Linked DNA regions of Urocitellus parryii: region 1 is linked to region 2. Evidence: chromatin contacts called from public Hi-C data. All regions are on one chromosome and are shown on one strand. Each heading gives the region's core, a stretch centred on a gene start, on an enhancer-like site or on the middle of the called end of the contact. The rest is flanking DNA. Distances are from core to core; before and after follow the strand shown. Region 1 holds the start of Cyp20a1 (cytochrome P450 family 20 subfamily A member 1). Region 2 holds the start of Wdr12 (WD repeat domain 12).

Region 1 (3,786 bases), core at 1,012-3,511, 280 kb after region 2:
AGACTTTCTCAGGACAGTTTTACATTAATGAACTTCCCCATGGTTTAGGATCTGGATCTGACCCCATTAACTATCCTAAAAATGATCAACCTTAGGAATGCTGATTAGCACAAGCTCACAAAAGTGACATAAATTACAATGTAAATTTGCTAATTTGTAATGTGGATATTGATTTACAGCGCTCATTGTCTTTGGAGACAGCTTTTGTTCTTTTATTTCTTATAGTTTTCTTACATTAACAGAAAAAAGAATCCTCTGTAATTAACATATTTTTTTTTGTGTGTGTGTGTGTGTAGAAAATTCTAAGAAATCTGCACACAAAACAATCCTAATAAATGAACCTAGTAGTCACAGGATACAAGGTCAATACACAGAAATAAATTGTATTTCTATGTCCTAGTAATAAAAAATTGAAATTCAAAACAATGTATGATAATATTCCAGACAGTAGAAATAGCATAAGCGTAGATATGTAAATGAACAGAAAAAATAGAAGGCTTCATCTGCACCCATAAATATTTGATGAATTGTCTTCAAGTACACTAAAACAATTCAATGGGGGAAGTACATTCTCTGCAACACAGGGTGCTAGAACTGGTTATCCATATGTAATACGATGATCTCTCACCTTCATCTTAAAAATTAACTTTAAATAAGTTAGTTCTAAGTATAAAACCCACAACTATATACTTCTAGATTAAAGCATAAAAATACATTTTATAGTCATGTCACAGCTAAAGAATCTGAGCTTAGAAAAGTTGAATTTTTTTTATAATGAGCTACAATCAAACCTCTCATCCTTTGCTCTAGAAGGAGACATTATCTTTACTAATGAGTAAGCAAATTTGCCTTCTATTTCAGAAGAGTATCTCCACCTTCCAAGGTTATCTGCTTTCTAAACATCCTTGAAAATATATGTCGACATAAAATGCAATTAATATCTTATTCCCAAGAAACTTTCTCAACACTTGCCTTCATTAGCTGTGTCTTGTCAGACTACCATTTTTTTCCCCCAGTTGCTAGGTAAATGCTCTACCAACTGAGCTCCATCCCCAGCCCAAGATCCCCAAATCTTAAAGACCAGAGGACATAGGCAAGAGTAGCCTGGATTCCATAAATAGACCATTGTTGCACCAGTACATGCTGAGATGTTATAGGAGATTCTGTATGGTCAGGTAGATGAGGAGGAAAAAAGCCAAAACTCATTGTACAAATGGAATGTTCAGTAAAGCCCAAAATGAGTAGCAACCAAACTGAAACCTTACTTATGGGTGGTATTGAAAGATGGTAGCACAGGAGAACCATCTCAATTGAACAGGTCTTTAGGAATAAACCATGCAGTTCACTTTGGGCTAGACTATATACAAAATCGTACAGAATCATACAGTGATGAATGCTCAGGGAGCTGGTCAGAGGCACAAATGGGAAAAAAAAAAAAAAAGATGTTAAGAAGACTGGGGACAGGGTGCTGGGGTTATACAGTGGCAGAGTGCTTTTCCTAGCATGCAAGGCGCTGGATTCGATCCTTAGCACCACATAAAAATAAGTGAAATACAATATAAAAAATGTTATTTAAAAAAGACTGGGGACAGGAATCTCTGGGATAGAGGGTATGTACATGGGTATGTGAAACGAGAAAAGTATGAAAATCACACATATTAACACCCACCACAGAACATTCACCCTGAAAGAGGCACTAATCAATCAAGTGGACAAAGTGAGCAATCCAGTTCATGTCAGGCACCCCCTTCATTGGCCCCTTCAAAATGAACACAAGAATGGAATGGCCACAATATTAAAAATGGAGGCTGCACTTGTGCACAATTGCATGAATTTTCACCAAAGCTGATCTAGCTATTGCAACTGCCAAATGTCCGGCAACAAAGATCAATGCTTAGCCCCCAATATAGATAGCATCATTCTTCAAGTTGCTGTAACGCGGAACTCAATAGGTGTGGTGCGGGAATCGAAAAATCTGCATTTCTCACGGTGAGGATGGCAGCGGCTGGCCCCACACTTTTAAAAAACCGTTGGTTTAGAGTTTTCTCTGTAGTTGCTTTTTGTTTTCTTCTTCTTTTAAGTCCACAGGAAAAAGTATTGGTTGGGGCCGACCAAAGTTAACTCAAAACGTTTCTTGGAAGCCTGGGATCTGCTCTCCCACAGCACGGTCCACAGTTGCGTCCGCCCCAATCCTGAGGGGCAGGGCCTCCACGGGCCCCTGGGCGATCCATTGCTCTCCCCGCGGGCCGGGCGCAGGCCTGGTCCCGCCCCCGACGGTCCGTACGTCGCGAGGCCCGCGGGAGCCTCCGCCCATAGAATTCCTCCGGTTGGGCCAGGCTGGGGCGCTGCGGCCAGAGCCGAGGATCCGGGACGTGGCTCCCGGACGGAGAGCTATGCTGGACTTCGCGATCTTCGCCGTGACCTTCCTGCTGGCGCTGGTCGGAGCAGTGCTCTACCTCTACCCGGTAACCGCCGCCTTGGTCCTGGGGCGGGGGGGGGGGGTCCTGGCAGCTATTCCAGCCTCGGTCGCCCGCATCCCCGTAGACCTGCTCGGGGCGGGCCCGCGGGGAGGGCCAGCGCCTGGGACCGCACCCGAGTCACGTGACGCCCCGCCCCTGCCGCAGCGCGCGGCGCTCGGAGCTGCTGAGAAGGGACCGAGCGCGGCGGGTGTTCGCGGGACTGCCTTCCCCGCAGCCCTTTCGGGAGAAACTCTGCTAACCCCTGATCCCGTTGTCTAGTGTATTGGGGAGGAAACTTTCTCGAGGATTCTCGCAGCATTTTGTGCCGTCGTTTCTCCCATCTGTCAGGCGATTGCTGGATTCCAGAGAGCTGGGGCCGGGGTCTTGCAGGGCCGCAGAGGCAGGAGCACCGTGCTGCGGGCTGCGCGGCGAGTCTGGCCTCAAGACTCCCTAGCTACTTTCTCCACTGCTTTGTTCACCTTAGAGGGAGGTTCTCAAAACTGGAGGGTTGACCGACGAGGAAGCATCCTTAAAACATATTCTAGAAAGCAACGTCGTAGTTTCATGATAGAAGATGAAAAATAGCTGAACAGCTCCAAGTACTTAGATGTTCTTTTCAGAGCTGGTAAATGGAACTTCGGGGGAATCTTATCCGAGAAAGTAAACATTTGTAGTGGCTGCAGGTCTTTTGATAATCTTTAAATAGGACTATCTATGATCAGCTTACAGAATCAACACTGTTGTGAGGGAATTATGCCATTAACATGGACCATACAACGTTTGTGCCTTTCCACAATGTCACAAAGTAGTGAATAATAATTTCACACGCTACATAACTTTGATCAGCTTTAATTCACTGAAAATACTGGTGGTTTGCTTGGCTGAGTCATGACTCAGGCAATCACAAATTCTTTATTTCAATCTTTCAAACTTCTTTTTAGTTGTAGATGGACACAATATATTTTTTAAAAAAATATTTTGTTAGTTGTTGATGGACCTTTATTTTTACTTATATGTTGCTGAAAATCCAACCCAGTGCCTCACTAATGCTAGGCAAGCGCTCTACCACTGAGCTACAACCCCAGCCCCACAGTATCTTTATTTTAGTAATTTATTTTTATGTGGTGCTGAGGATCGAACCCAGTACCTCATGTGTGCAGGGCAAGTGCTCTACTACTGAGCTACAGCCCCACCCCCTATTATATTTCAATCTTTTTTTAATTAATATTTTGGTTTTTAGTTGTAGTTGGGCACAATAACTTTATTTTATTTTTATGTGGTGCTGAGGATAGAATCCAGTAACCTGCACCTACTAGGTAAGCGTTCT
Region 2 (3,766 bases), core at 868-3,367:
TATATGTGTATACATATCTATCTACACATACCAATATGTATTAATTGAAAGGAAGAAGCAGAACTTTAATTTCTAAATTTTGTTGCCTAAGAATGGGCACAAACACACACACACACACACAGTGATCTATTATTATTTCTTACAACTTTCTGTGAATCAACAATTATCTCAATAAAAATTTCAATTAAAAAATACAATGGCAACTGGGCATGGAGGCGCACCCTGTAATCCCTGTGGCTCGGGAGGCTGAAGCAGGAGGATCATGAGTTCAAAGTCAGCCTCAGCAAAAGGAAAATGCTAAGCAACTCTATCTCTAAATAAAATACAAAATAGGGCTGGGGATGTGGCTCAGTGGTTGAGTGCCCCTGAGTTCCACCCCTGGTACCCCCCCAGAAAGTAATAATAATGACAGTGGCTATGCTAGTGCATTATCACATTCCTTGAGAAATATTAAGGCTAAGTATATAAATTAATGTTCATTAATGATATGATTTATATATACTGTGAACAACATAAGAGTGAAAATGATTTAAAGGTTAACTCATAAAAGTTATAAACACTAAATCAAAGGTATAATCTTAATTCAAGAGGGAGATTTCTAAATTATGCCTGACATTAGCATAATACAACATATATATATATATATATATATATATCATTCATCATTAGTACCAGAAAAATTTGACAAACATTGTTGACTCAGTCAACCCAAGAAGTTTAAGACATGGTTTCTGCATTTAAGGGACTTAAAATATTAATAGTGCAACTTACACCACAAGGTAGTACATAAGTAGATTTCAAATATGTTCTACAAATCTAGGAACCATTGGTAAAAATCGCTTTGTACACACACGCACACACACACACAAAAAAAAAATCAATGGCAAATGTTTGTATATAAATGATATTTACACATATGTAAGTACATTTTATAAAAAGAGTACAGCATACAACACAATATACACTGAATTGACTTCAGTTCTACCAACCCTCTATTCAGAGATCCACTTTCTACCCTGGTTTATAAAAGCATTTTCTATCACCTACTTAAAAAGAAAATTAAAAACAAGGAAGAACAGTAGAAGAAAGAGACCAAGGGGAAGGAGGAGGGGAGAGAAAGGGGAAATAATGGAGAATGATATCGGGCAAATTATATTTTTATATTGTGTGCATGAAGAAATAATGTAACAACGAATCCCACCACTAGGTACCATTATAATACATCAATTAGAAATATAGGGGGGAAAAGGCAGTTATGTTTTCAGAAGCTGTGAAACACCACTAGCAGCCAGTTTGTAACGACACGGCCCTTTTGTTCACTGTTCAAATTATGCATATGGTGTGCATCATTCAGAAAGCAAACCCGCAGCCCTTCAGTTTCCTCCATACACAATTCAAATTATATGGAGCCCAGGAAGCGAGCAGTAAGGAGGTGATCTTGGAGACCCTCTGAGAGGTTCCTGAGAAACCCTTGCAAGGCACCACTTCTGAGGAGACCAGGGGCTCAAGTTAGGAGAACAGCAGGAACAAAGGGAAAAAACGGTGGCGGGGAGTAGCTGACAGCAAAGACAATGACAATCGGGAAAAACAAGAACACAAGGTCGTGCCTGGGAAAGAGGCTAATCCCGACGGCTGGGCCGCTTACTTACTTCTTGTTGTCAGTGTAGAAGCGTGTCTGGAGCTGAGCCATGGCGAGAAGACTTGGCCTCGAAAACGTATGAGTTAGCAGTCAAAAAAGAGGTGCTTTTTAACCTCTTAATACTACAAAAAGAGATAATTAAAATTAGTCTGAACGGGTAGGCGAGAACTGCGGTCCAAGACTGATTTCGGCTTTCTTCCCCCGGGTTTCCTCAGCAGAAGGCACCACGAGGTTCACCTTCCACACAGGCCCAGCCCGCAAACATCAAATACCTATTCCTAGATTTAGGAATCACCGATTGGTAAAGCACAGTCTTAAAGGCAGAGTGCCCCCTTAATCTTTTTTTAGATTTCTTTCCATACCTTTAGGCTGTGATCGATTAGGAAGCTTGAGAAATTTCCAACTCAAATCTGTATTTTAAAATAAAACACTATCGTTAGACTGGATACTTCAAACGCAGTTGTGAGATACTACAATTCCCAGGAAGCCGCGCGTCTCAAACGCTGTGACCACTGGGAACTGTAGTCTTGTCACGGTGTATCAAGATCTCTTATTTGCATTAAATCCTCCTGACTCCAGCCATATATTTATTAAACTTCCTCTAGTTGACTAAGATCTTCCCAAGTTCCTTTTCTTAGGTATGTTCTCAACCACAACCTGATCCACCCATGACTTTTCCCGAGTTCTCACCACTAGCCTCGGGTTCGCCAAGGCGGAAATACGAGAAAAATAACGTTCTGAAAAGAAACCCCCGACGGTGGCCGATAGTGGTCTCACCGCGTGGGACCGCACTGCACTTCCCAGAGAGGTGCGCCTGCGCATTGTGCTGGTCTCCATGGCGGGGCCTCGGAGCCAAGACGAGGTTGAGTAGACTCGTTTTGAATTTTCTCCCCTCTGCTCCGGCGGACTTCCCTCCTCGCCTTGTGGGGCTTTCGGCGGCGGCAGGGCTGGGGAACTAGAGGTTTGGCAGAGTCATCTGCGCTGACGGACTGGATGCTACCTCCCAACCCCCCTTTCTACCTCCTCGCGTCACCTCCTGACCCGCCCGGGCTGGTAGCAACTGCCGGCCCCCGCCCCTGCCGCAGCCGGGCACTGACGGCGCCCTTCTTTCTCTTTCTCGGGGCTTTTTCCGGGCCCTCCTAGCTAGGCCCACTACCACGGGCCCGGGAGGGGGCTCGCGGGCCCCAGGGAGGCAGACTGGAGAAGGAGGAGGTTAGGTGTCTTGAGGGTTGCAGAACCCCAAAACGAGCCATCACCGCCAAGGACCCGCGCCCCTTTGGCGGGAGCGCCCTGTGCGTGGTCTCCCACGCTCTCGCGCGCCCGGCTTTTAAGCGTCTCCCCTCCCCACTTTCTCAGCCTTTTTATACCTTGTGTTTAGAAGAAGAAAAGCTTCTGCCCACACCTTCTACCCCTGGCTTTTTTTTACTTTTTGTTTTGAAGTTACCCAAAGCCTTGTCTTGGTCGCAATGATCCCAGTAATTACTCTAGCTCAATATAGTTGTTTCTCTGAGATAGGCTGGATGGAGATGATACTCTCCAGATCCCAAAGTCACATTTTAAGGCATTCGCCAGCAAAGCTCCAAGAGGGGGTCTTCAAGAGAGAACAGTTTAGGATCAGGCAGAACTGGATTGCAAAATTTGTGGGCGGAACGGTATGTGTGCGGGTGAAGAAAACTAAAGCTTTCCCCTATGTTACTTAAAGATGTATTAGATTAAGTAGACCCCTAATGTTTAAATCAGCTGTAGGAAATTAGAAGTAATTTAAACAATTGGGAGTGAAATATAATCTTTTATTGGAGAGCAATGGCAATAAAACCACGACTATTTTCAGTTTACTCACTTTTATAAAATGTACCCTGGAACCAGAATGCCTGGGTTCCATCCTGACTGGTACCTCTCTCTGCCACGTTTTAGTCAACTGAATGAATTAAGATGCCATATAAATTCTCAGTAAATATTATTATCATATTATGTATTCAAGTTTAACTAGGAGCTTTACCTATGTGAGCAAATGAGAGAGATAGCCACTTGGATGGAGGAATAAAATGAGAAAACCTTTACAGAAGTCCCAGAAAAACACTTTGTTATGATTGAGCTTGTAATGATGTGGATTTACACGTTAAAATA

Evidence for each region. A called contact is a pair of places that touch in the nucleus more often than the background predicts.
Region 1: a contact with region 2 is called in a Hi-C map of liver, with 2.2 times the contacts expected there. The contact joins the promoter of Cyp20a1 here to the promoter of Wdr12 in region 2. A contact is called at or near these places in 2 of 2 Hi-C or Micro-C datasets (liver and muscle).

The regions. Positions count from the first base shown.
Region 1 is chr1:252,186,368-252,190,153 of mUroPar1.hap1, forward strand. Cyp20a1 (cytochrome P450 family 20 subfamily A member 1) reads left to right here and starts at 2,262. Exons shown (of 13, transcript XM_077799268.1): 1 at 2,262-2,465. The coding sequence starts at 2,394.
Region 2 is chr1:251,902,898-251,906,663 of mUroPar1.hap1, forward strand. Wdr12 (WD repeat domain 12) reads right to left here and starts at 2,118. Exons shown (of 14, transcript XM_026405329.2): 1 at 2,002-2,118; 2 at 1,650-1,761. The coding sequence starts at 1,690. Carf (calcium responsive transcription factor) reads left to right here and starts at 2,456. Exons shown (of 17, transcript XM_077799261.1): 1 at 2,456-2,501.